Linked DNA regions of Ovis aries: regions 1 and 3 are each linked to region 2. Evidence: chromatin contacts called from public Hi-C data. All regions are on one chromosome and are shown on one strand. The core of a region is the stretch at or near the end of the contact, and the rest is flanking DNA. Distances in the headings are between cores, read along the strand shown. Region 1 holds the start of NDUFV3 (NADH:ubiquinone oxidoreductase subunit V3). Region 2 holds the start of U2AF1 (U2 small nuclear RNA auxiliary factor 1). Region 3 holds the start of WDR4 (WD repeat domain 4).

Region 1 (3,535 bases), core at 801-3,300, 150 kb after region 2:
TTATTATAATTTTCAGCATCTACATATATTATGGAAAGTTTGGAAAATACAAAAAAACTGCAAGCAAAAAACACCTGAGTTCAAGGACAGTCACTACTAACATTCGAGTATTTCTTCCAAAGTGACTTTCTCCTAAGCATGCTTTTTTCGTAGTCTCCAATTACCTATCAATCTACAAAACACTTGATTCTTTTCATAAAATGTTTTCCTGTGCTTAGAATATAAAGCAGAAGCACAATCTAGCCATTAAAAATGCTACTGAAGATGAAAAATAGTTGCTTCAAAACTGTCTACCACATATTGAAGGTGAACACGTCACAGAGTGTTCATTCCTCAGTAAATACTCACTAAGCCTAGTATGTGCTGGACACAGGACACAGGCACCTAGAGTGCCCACATGAAGGGGAAGCCTTTGCTTTTTCTGGTTATGACGTCAGTTCAGCTCAGTTCAGTCGCTCAGTCGGGTCTGATTTTTTGTGACCCCATGAACCACAGCACACCAGGCCTCCCTGTCGGTCACCAACTCCCAGACTCTACCTAAACCCATGTCCATTGAGTTGGTGATGCCACCCAACCATCTCATCCTCTATCAGCTCCTTCTCCTCCTGCCCTCAATCTTTCCCAGCATCAGGGTCTTTTCAAATGAGTCAGCTCTTCGCATCAGGTGGCCAAAGTACTGGAGTTGCAGCTTCAGGATCAGTTCTTCCAATGAACACCCAGGACTGATGTCCTTTAGGATAGACTGATGTCCTTTAGGATGGACTGGTTGGATCTCCTTGCAGTCCAAGGGACTCTCAAGAGTCTTCTCCAACACCACAGTTCAAAAGCATCAATTCTTCGGCGCTCAGCCTTCTTCACAGTCCAACTCTCACATCCATACATGACTACAGGAAAAACCATAGCCTTGACTAGATGGACCTTTGTTGACAAAGTAATGTCTCTGCTTTTTAATATGCTGTCTAGGTTGGTCATAACTTTCTTTCCAAGGAGTAAGCGTTTTAATTTCATGGCTGCAATCACCATCTGCAGAGATTTTGGAGTCCCCCAAAATAAAGTCTGACACTGTGTATATGTATACACGAAAGCTTGAAAAATGAACTGGGCCAAGATATGAAAAGGAAAATAGTGGCCTCTCTCACAACAGATGCTCCCTCCATTATCTGTATTTTGCGACGATAAGAATAGTTATTGCTTTTGTCACGAGTCATTTTTAATTTTAAATACAGTGAAGTTGACTTAGCTTTGTCCAGATGGAGAAAGTTCTTTCTCCTTTTCATTTCACAAATGAGGTAACCAACCTAAGCTGGCCTGGTGGCTCAGGCGGTAAAGTGTCTGTCTACAATGCGGGAGACCCGGGTTCGATCCCTGGGTTGGGAAGATCCCCTGGAGAAGGAAATGGCAATCCACTCCAGGACTATTGCCTGGAAAATCCCATGGACAGAGGAGCCTGGTGGGCTACAGCCCATGGGGTCGCAAAGAGTCTAGACACGACTGAGCGACTTCACTTCACTTCAAGCTGGCTTCTTAGTGGCTGCCTAGTTACCAGGTCAACCAGGTTCTTGAAAGTTCCCTCATTTTCTCTAGGGTTAAATAACAGTTAGAGACACTGTCCTCAAGGGTTCTGGCGGGGCTCCGCGCGGGACACCTGCGGCCCCTACACCTGTCCGTGGCCTGGCCGCACACCGGAGGCTCCTGGGGTTTGGGGTGCAGAGGGGGCGGTGGCCGGGGTCGCCGGGACCCTCGTCGCTCTCAGGCCTGGCTCCTGATCCCCCGTGGCCAGGTTCCCGAAACCCCACCCCAGGCCCAGCCCCCGACCCCGGAAGCGGAGTCAGTGGCATCCCCGGACGGTTGGAGGTGACCGTCAGGGCCGCAGCCTTTGCCCCGCCCTCCACGGTCTCCCGGCGCTCTGCGAGCTCCAGGCCGCCAGTCTGGCCCCTCTTTACCTTCAGCGTCCCGGGTCGTCCTTGCCGCAGCAGAAGCGAGGCCGCCATGGCTGTGACTCGGACGCAGACAGGACGACCCTCCCGGCGGGCAGAGGTCGCACCAGACTGACGCGATGCGGTACCAGCACTGCCGCCTGAAGGCCCGCCCCTTCGTATGAAGGCGCCAATCACCGGCAGGGAAGGGGGCAAAGGCTGCTGCGCGCGCATCACCGCAGCCTCCAGGTTCCCGGCGGAGCAGCTCAAGGCCACGCTCTAGGGAGGAGCCGCCAATCACTGGCGGAGGGTTTCCGCTGACCGCGACCGCGCGGCGGGATGGGTGCTGGGACGCTAAAGTGGTCGTTGTGGGTGTCATTTCCTGTCCTAGACCGGCGTGGCCACCCTGCAGGGCAGTATCAGGTTGGACCATGGACGCTGTTTGACCTGTGAGCACCGTAGTTCCGGAGCCAAGGGGACGAGAAATGCAAGCATTAGTTTACCTGTTCATAGCCTGCGGGGCGGAGAAGGCAATGGCACCCCACTCCAGTACTCTTGCCTGGAAAATCCCATGGACGGAGGAGCCTGGTAGGCTGCAGTCCATGGGGTCGCTAAGAGTCGCACACGACTGAGCGACTTCACTTTCACTTTTCACTTTCATGCATTGGAGAGAGAAATGGCAACCCACTCCGGTGTTCTTGCCTGGAGAATCCCAGGGGCAGCAGAGCCTGGTGGGCTGCCGTCTGTAGGGTCGCGCAGAGTCGACACGACTGGGGCGACTTAGCAGTAGCAGCCTGCGGGGCAAAGACTCTCCACTTCCCACCCTCCCCTGTTAGGCATAAGCTTGGGTGAAAAGTGAAGGTGAAGTCGCTCAGTCGTGTCCGATTCTTTGCGACCCCGTGGACTGTAGCCCACCAGGCTCCTCTGTCCATGGGATTCTCCAGGCAAGAATACTGGAGTGGGTTGCCATTTCCTTCTCCAGGGGATCTTCCCGACCCAGGGATCTAACCCAGGTCTCCCGCATTGCAGGCAGACACTTTAACCTCTGAGCCACCAGGGAAGTTCTAAACTCGGGTAGGGGTAGTTACTCATTGACCTTTTCACCCTGTCGATCGTGCCTTCGCGCGTCTCTGCGGCATGCCTGGTCACTGGAAGTATCCTGTTCAAGAGGAGTGGATCCCTACCTTAGCTCCACCAGGAGAAGAGGCCCCTCCAACTTGGCTAAGGCTGGAGACTCTCATTCTGGTGGCAAGATAAATGGGTAAAACAGGTCTAACAGGAAACCCTGCCCCATTTGGTTAAAAAAAAAGAAAAGCAACCACATAGGATTAACAGAAACTGGTGACTAACAAGATTCTTGAGCTTGTCAGAGTAGCAGCTAAAGGAGGGACTTCCTTGGCTATCCAGTGGTTAGGACTGTGCCCTTCCAGTACAGGGGGTGCAGGTTCCATCCTTGGTCAGAGAACTTAGATCCCACATGTTGTGGGCATGCCCCCCCCCCGCCCCGCCTCCCCCCTAAAAAAAGGCTAACTCAAGGAGCAGCTTGCTGAAAGTTCTGCTTTTAACCTGCCTTCATTGACCAAGCTCACCTTAATTACTTTTGACTCCTTTTTGTTGTT
Region 2 (3,667 bases), core at 993-3,492:
TAAGGGGCTTCCCTCATAGCTCAGTTGGTAAAGAATCTGCCTACAATGCAGGTGACCCAGGTTCAGTCCCTGGGTTTGGAAGATCCCCTGGAGAAGGGAATGGCAACCCACTGCAGTATTCTTGTCTGGAGAATTCCATGGAGAGAGAAGCCTGGTAGGCTACAGTCCATGTGGTTGCAGAATCAGACAGGACTAAGCAACTAACACTTTCACTCACTCAAGGTTACTTAAGAAACAATCAATACAAGAGACACACACTGTCTCCCTGAGAGTAGGAAATAAGTCTCCCCTGTAAAAGGTGCAACCCTGCACCTGGAGGCAGAAGGATTCTTATCACCAAAGATGGGGAATTTGGGCACATGAAGCTTATATAAGCAAACTTTTCTACTTCTTTAACTGGGCACCCCAATCTTAAGTCTGTCAATTCCTCACAAAGTCACAGCTTGTCTAAAAAGAATAAAAGCTGCCTGCTTTGCCCACTTCTTGCTGTGGTTACTTGCTTAGTCATGTGTGACTTTTGCAACCCCATGGACTGCAGCCTGCCAGACTCCTCTGTCCATGGAATTCTTTAGGCAAGAATACTGGAGTAGGTTGCCATTCCTTTCTCCAGGGGATCTTCCCATCCCAGGGATCAAACTCCAGTCTCCTGCACTGCAAGCAGATTCTTTATCCTCTGAGTCACCACGGAAGTCCTTGCCCACTTCTTAGGTCCCATTTCTATGGGGCCCCATGTGCATGAATTAGAGTTAAGTTTCTTCTTTTCCTGGTAATCTACCTTGAGTCAGTTTTACTATTAGTCCAGCCACCAGAACCCAAGAGGGTTGAGGGGTTATTTCACTTCCCCTAAAGTACAAATAGGATCCAAGCCCCTGCTATGACACCCACCAACCAAAAAAGCAGTTCTCAAACTGTGTTCAGAGGGAACCGAGTCCTCCTCGTACCTGCTTTGAGGGCTACACAAGCACCTGGTTGTTATTTTTACCCTCACTCTCAAATGTGCTCCATACCACATTTTAACACAGTAGACACTGCCAAAGCATTTCTGCCAGGATAAAACTCATTTTTGTGCAGGCTTCTTCCCAGGATAAAACTTTTTGTTGCGTTCTCTGTTTACGAATTTCTGAGACTGCAGACCTGGGTGGACAAATAAACCAGGTGTGCGTTTGCCCCAAATGCAAAACGATACCTGCAGGACACTTGCTGCAGGACTGTCAGTAGAGGCGAGACTGGCTCTTCCTTGGGCCCATCAACAGGGGACTGGTTAGCCACACAACGGAGCTCTGGGGAGCCATGAAAGTAGTCAGGACTGCGCCCACAGTCCTATGGAGCCATCTGTGGGAAGGGCCGCTGGGTGAAAGAAGGGAACGAGGAAGAAACAGTGGGTAAAAAGGAGTTGCCTCAAAAAAAAAAAAAAAAAAAAAAAAACCAGAATGAATTAGGAACACTGGAGGTGGGTAGCTCTGGGGAAAAGGACCCGGAGTCCACGCAGATCTGTGACTCTGCTCGGCCCCCTCGTCGCAGCGGCCCCTGCACTTTGGCTTCTTCGTGGTCTTCAGGGTTTCTGTGCCGAGCATTGCTGGACGTCCCTAAACCTGTCCCGAGCCCATAACTCCTCACTCTCTCGCACCGCTCTGTCTTGCGGGCCCGTGAGCTCGGCCCGAAGACGTGCGCTCCGCCTTCCCAGCATCGGAGCCTCTCCAAACCCGCCGGGCTTTTCCGGGGCCAGGCCCAGGCGGCACACCTCCGGACCGGGGAGCAGGGGAGCTCCGACTCTGCTCCCCGAAGACGAGGAAGCTGAAGAACGCGTCTTCCCGGAGGAAGGGTTCGGTGGGGAACCCCCAGGGAAAGTGCGGTGAGGGGGATCTCGCACCGCTTAGAGCCCGCGGAACCCCCAACGCGAGACAGGCGCGTTCAGGGCCCGGCCCCAGGGACTTCGTGGAAAAGCCCCTCGGCCGCTGCCTCCTCTGCAGCCGCTTGGCTTCTCTGCGCATTGGGGAACGCCGGTGGAGGTCGCCGGGCCCCAGGCCCGGGCGCGAGGAGCGCTGGCGCCAGCCCGAAGAACCTAACGAGAGCCGGTAGGTGGCGCTGGCAGGCGGCGCGCGGGCGCCGCGACCGCCAGGGCAGCGCCTCCCGCGCGCGCCAAGCCCCGCCCATGCGCAGGCAGCGCCTCTCCTGATTGGGCAGTGCCGCCACGCTGGTGAGGAGGAACGAGCGTCGTCGCGTCCGGGTGACGTCTCTGGCGGGCGTCGGGCGGGGTCGTCGGCGTCGGCAGCAGTGTCGGCGGCGGCGGCGGCGGGTGGGAAATGGCGGAGTACTTGGCCTCCATCTTCGGCACCGAGAAAGACAAGTAAGTGAGAACCGGCCGCAGAGGTTCCGAGCTGGAGAGACGGGTGGCTCGCGGAGGAGCTTGGCGGCGGGGCCCGGACGGCGGCGGGAGGCTCGGCGGGGGGAGGGGCGGGCTGCCCTTCCGGCCTCAGGAGCCGCGCTCCGCCGCGTGCGCCCGGGCAGGCGGGCGATGGGCCGGGCGGGCGCCGGGCTTCCTCTTGGGCAGAGCGGCCTCTCCCGCCGGGGGCTCCTTGGTGGCCCACCTACAGGCGACCCGTGCCCCCGGCTCTCGGAAGCCGACTCGAGTTGTGCTGAAGTTGTCAACGTTAACGATTCTCCCAAGTTTGATCTTTTAATGTCGAATCGGGCAGGCTGTAGTATAGACTCGCCCGCGTTAAATCGCTAGATAACTGAGGTTCCTGTTAGGGTTTTAGATGCTTAACAAGCCACTTGTGTGAGTTAAGCGATCATCGAACAGCTCATAAGGACATTTATTGTGAAACAGTATTTTGGAGATTACGAGTTAACTAACCGTGAAAGACAGTCTGCTTTTAAAATACTTTCAGGTGCAATTCCAATATAAGAATAAGATGGGTGATTTTTTTAGGTTGCATACCTTCCGTAGTTAGTTGTTAGGTTGAGAGTAAAAATAATATAATTTTGGGTTTGCCAGTTGTTAATTTTGGAGGACAGTTCTTTAAAAACCTTAAGATTGAGCTGGATGTATTCTTCGAATAAATGGTTAGCATCTTGGTGTTCTTCAGAGCTGTACAGGGTTTATGTGAATATGTTTTTAACAGTAAACTCGTAAGTTTGCCATAGCTAATGTTTTGACTTTATCAAAAACTTTTAATTGTTTCTGTTTTCCAGGATGCAGTGTACCTTGTAAAATGTCTTTTACATATTCTAGAATCTTGAGTTGTTTGGAAGAGGGGGTTATATTTTTTCCTAGCAAAACTCACGACAGTCATCAGTCATATTCAGTCCAGAAACACTTACTGAGTGTCAGCTCAAGGCCAGTGTCTGGGGACTCAGATATGGGTAGAATCTGGATCTTGTTCTCAAGGAGCAAGGGGGTGCTTGTCGTGCAAAGGATAACTGAATGAAAATGAATTGAAACGCATTAAGTGCTGTGGAAGAGAGGCCTGCCCTGAATGCTGTGGCCCCAGAGACAGCAGCTTGGGAAACAGGATCTTGAACGGATCAGCCAGCTCTGCTGGACAAAGAGGCTTCTCAAGTTTGCTGAAGAGCGTGCAGTGTCGATTTTACTCATGAGCTTATATCAGTGTGGGCTGTGGCTAATGTCTCCTTGAGTTTTTCTTTCCCTCGTTCTTGTAAAAAG
Region 3 (3,750 bases), core at 955-3,454, 170 kb after region 2:
CTTCAAATGACATTATTTTGTTCTTTTTAATGGCTTAACAATATTCCACTGTGTGTATGTACCACATCTTGTCTATCCATTCTTCTCTTGATGGACATTTAAGCTGCTTCCATGTCTTGGCCATTGTAAACATCGCTGCAGTGAACACTGGGGTGTGAGAACAGTACAGAGGTTCCTTAAAAAACTAGAAACAGAGCTGCCATATCATCCTGCAATCCTACTCTTGTACATATAACCAGAGAAACACATGGTCCAAAAGGGCACAAGCTCCTTTTACCTTACTGCCTTTCAGGAAGACTGGCTTTCCTCAAGTGTTTTGCTTTGTCAACAACAGCCACCTTTAAGTCTGGGTGTCAATTCAAACTTGAATCAATCCAGATTTGAATTGGAATCAGTCATAGGTTTCTATGCCTCGTGCCTATCATAATTCCTTCACTTAATGCAGAAACAGCTGATCCTTTAAGACAACTGGGCTTCCCTGGTGGCTCAGTGGTAAAGAATCTGCCTGCAACGAAGGAGATGTGGGTTTGATCCCTGGGTCAGGAAGATCTCTGGAGAAGGAAATGGTAACCCGCTCCAGTATTCTTGCCTGGGAAGTCCCATGGACAGAGGAACCTCTCTGGCTTCAGTCCACGGCATCAGAAAGAGTCAGACACAACTTAGCAACTTAGCACACAGAAGACAATTAGTTGTTCCATTTATTTACTTAGCAAATATTGATCAAGCACTGACTTCATGCCAGATTTTGTGGTGCAAGCTGGTGCACTGGCAACCTGCCATTTGAGACAGCCTCAGTCCCTGCCTTCGTGGCATTTGTAGTCTAGAGACAAGATATTAAGCAGATTATCATAGGTGTAGTGCATATAAACAATGAAAGGCTTCCTTGATTAAGTGTGTTTCCCTGATGGCTCAGAAGTTAAAACACCAGATAATAAATGAAAGTAAAATAAAAACAACAACAACAAAAAAAGAAGTTAAAGCATCTGCCTTCAATGCGGGAGACCCGGGGTTTGATCCCTGGGTCGGGAAGATCCCCTGGAGAAGGAAATAGTAACCCACTCCAGTATTCTTGCCTGGAGAATCCCATGGGCAGAGGAGCCTTGCAGGCTACAGTTCACAGGGTCGCAGAGTCGGACACGACTGAGCCACTTCACTTCACTTCCACTGGAGTGAAACTGGGATTGACTAGGAGCGTAGAGATGGGGTGTGGAGAGAATGTTTCAGGTGAAAAGACTAGCATGTGCTAAGGTCCTGTGGTTGCTATTATCCCTGTGCCAATGAACCTGAACGACAGTCCTGTCTAGAGCACTGAGAATGAAGCCGACCGGGTAGGGAATGAGCCTGCAAGGTAGGTAGGAGCCAGACAGCATGCAGTCTCCTAGTCCAATATCAGGATTTGTTCTCTGTACCGAGAACAATGAGAAGCCACTTGTTGATCTTAAGCAGGAGGATGAGGTGATTGAAACTGTGCTCTGAAACGTCTCTCTCTAGCTTTAGTATGCAAAGTGGATCTGCGGGGATGGGGGTGGGGGCAAGCGCGGACGTGAGAACAGAGAGCAGAGGGGTTGCTCTGGTCTGTGTCGCGGCGGAGGCCATGGACACGGGGAGGAGGGGCGTCCAGGGGGATTCCGCGATCAGATGACCCATGTGGAAGATGGGGGTGGAGAGTCCCAAGAAAGCATCCAGCAAACTGGTGCTGGTGGTGCCACTCCGTGAGCATTAAAAACATTGGAAAAGAGCCCTATCTTGTGTTGAAAAATAGCAGTTCAGCAGTTTTGCTCTTCGGGTGTGTCTGGCTCAGCTCCCATCCGGCGGCTTCAGCTCTGCGCCCTCCTCAGACACCACGTTAGGGACCTAGATGCAAACTCAGACCCTCTCAGTTCTTGAAGGACCAAGTAGGTATCAGACCGGCCAGGTCGCCTAGCCACAGCGCGAGAAAGATCCAGAACTGACTCTCTGCAGTCTGGAGGAAGAAACGAACACTAAACAAGCAAGCGGATTCCCTTGGGACAAAACTAATCAGCAACCGACCCCCAAAGGCGCAAACGCCGAATTGCCGACTGAAGGGAGAGAATACCTTCTGCGCATGCCCGCCGCCGCCTCGCGCGCGGGGGCGATTCCGGACGACGTCACCTCGCGGCGTCTACGCCTGACGTCACTCTCTAGCGCCGGCCGGAAGAGGCGCTGGACGGCGCACGTGGGTGGAGGCGCGTTGGGCGGGCACATGGCGAGTTCTGTGGGGTTGGCTCTGTGCGGGCATGCGCTGGTGGTTCGGGGCGGCAGCCGGTTGCTGGCTACCTCCACTTCGAGCAGGTGAGGGGTCGTTCTGGAACAGAAGACCAGGTTGCGGACGTGCGCCAGGGCCTTGAGATTCCTGTTCTCCCGTCCCGCCAGGGCTGCACCTGCCTTGGGATGACCCTAGGGAGCCCCGCTGCTGCCTGTGAGCTCTCCGGTGCCACTTGAGCCCGGCTGCGTGCCTGCGCCGCGGAATGTCCACTCTCCCGGCCCTTCTCCCAACTCTTGCCCACGGCCCCGCGCCCTCAGTGGCTGGCCTGCGGCATTCTTTGCCGGTTCAGCTCCAGACACTTCCGGGCTCTGCGGGGTCCGGGGGACGCAGTTCTCTGGGGCGTGGGAGGAAGACAGCTCTTGGCCTCTCTTGGGGAGAGGGGTTTACTCCCGGGGACCACGTTTATCGTGCTCCTGCACTCGCTTCCCTCTTTGCGTCTCTGCCTGCTTCCTCATCCCAGCCCACATCCCTTGACCCCGCTTTGCTTGCCTTTCGGGGCGAGGGTCTTACCTGACACCTCCTTGCTGGAGAGTATCCCCAGAACCACAGCTGCTTTCTCCCTAGTGGCCCTTTATAAGGTCGTCCTTTTGCTTTCTCTAATTTCACGCCCCTTATCTTCCCGGAATTTTTATGTTGGTCAGCTAGTCTCGATCCAGGAACCTCTTGAATATTAGCAGTGGCCAGTTTCGGCCCCGCATTTCCTTTCCCAGGGTAGTTTTGATTCTCCCAAACTTGAGACAGTGTGTCTGTTAAATGTAAATGTGCGCTGTGTTCTTTGTTCAGAGTTTGGTTTCAGAGATTAAAAATGATGTTAAGTCTGGATTTCACAAATTTATTCACAAACCTGTTGTCTGTCTCAGGTTACTTTATTTTAGAGCCTTATGAAATCTAGCACATGATACAGTGAGAGATGGGAAAATTAGACTCCATCTGGTTGATTCAGTTCACACCTTTTGAGGGAACCTAGTGGCTGGCTGGCAAAGTTTCTGACTTGGACATCTGCTGCTCATATGAGTACTGCAGTGCTCCATATGAGAAAAGAGTCTAGCTGCAGTCACTTTAAAGGCTGTAAATTTGTTTGGGATGTCTTTGTGCCAGGCATTGGAGCAGGGGGGCTTAGGGACTGGCAGGGAAAGTGGGTGGCTTCTATACTAGTAAGCGCTTGGCAGGCACTGGAGCTTTTCTGGGGGCAGATAAGACATTTTGCTAAACAAGTACCCCAAGTTTTAAACTTGGGTGCATAAGGCTCACTGAAAACTGAGTAACATAGCCATCATGCGCTGATTTCCTAGTTGTTAAAGAATGGTATATTCCTGTTGGGTTTTTGTCCTCATTTATTTCACTTAACTGATTTTTATGGACAGGCCATGACAGTTATGTGTAGTAGATACAAATAAATTCAGCAAATTAAAGCTCCTTAGCCGTTCCCTGAAACATCTAATGGAGACAAGTTCTTGTGGAGA

Evidence for each region. A called contact is a pair of places that touch in the nucleus more often than the background predicts.
Region 1: a contact with region 2 is called in a Hi-C map of hypothalamus, with 4 times the contacts expected there. The contact joins the promoter of NDUFV3 here to the promoter of U2AF1 in region 2. A contact is called at or near these places in 4 of 16 Hi-C or Micro-C datasets (hypothalamus, muscle, omental adipose tissue and 1 more).
Region 3: a contact with region 2 is called in a Hi-C map of liver, with 3 times the contacts expected there. The contact joins the promoter of WDR4 here to the promoter of U2AF1 in region 2. A contact is called at or near these places in 4 of 16 Hi-C or Micro-C datasets (hypothalamus, liver, muscle and 1 more).

The regions. Positions count from the first base shown.
Region 1 is chr1:263,802,339-263,805,873 of ARS-UI_Ramb_v3.0, reverse strand. NDUFV3 (NADH:ubiquinone oxidoreductase subunit V3) reads right to left here and starts at 2,050. Exons shown (of 4, transcript XM_027960811.2): 1 at 1,944-2,050. The coding sequence starts at 1,991.
Region 2 is chr1:263,956,902-263,960,568 of ARS-UI_Ramb_v3.0, reverse strand. U2AF1 (U2 small nuclear RNA auxiliary factor 1) reads left to right here and starts at 2,242. Exons shown (of 8, transcript XM_027960886.3): 1 at 2,242-2,347. The coding sequence starts at 2,304. LOC121817445 (a long non-coding RNA gene) reads right to left here and starts at 2,074. Exons shown (of 2, transcript XR_006057375.2): 1 at 1,187-2,074.
Region 3 is chr1:263,785,831-263,789,580 of ARS-UI_Ramb_v3.0, reverse strand. It overlaps WDR4 (WD repeat domain 4), which reads left to right and starts at 2,204. Exons shown (of 11, transcript XM_012104187.5): 1 at 2,204-2,313. The coding sequence starts at 2,225.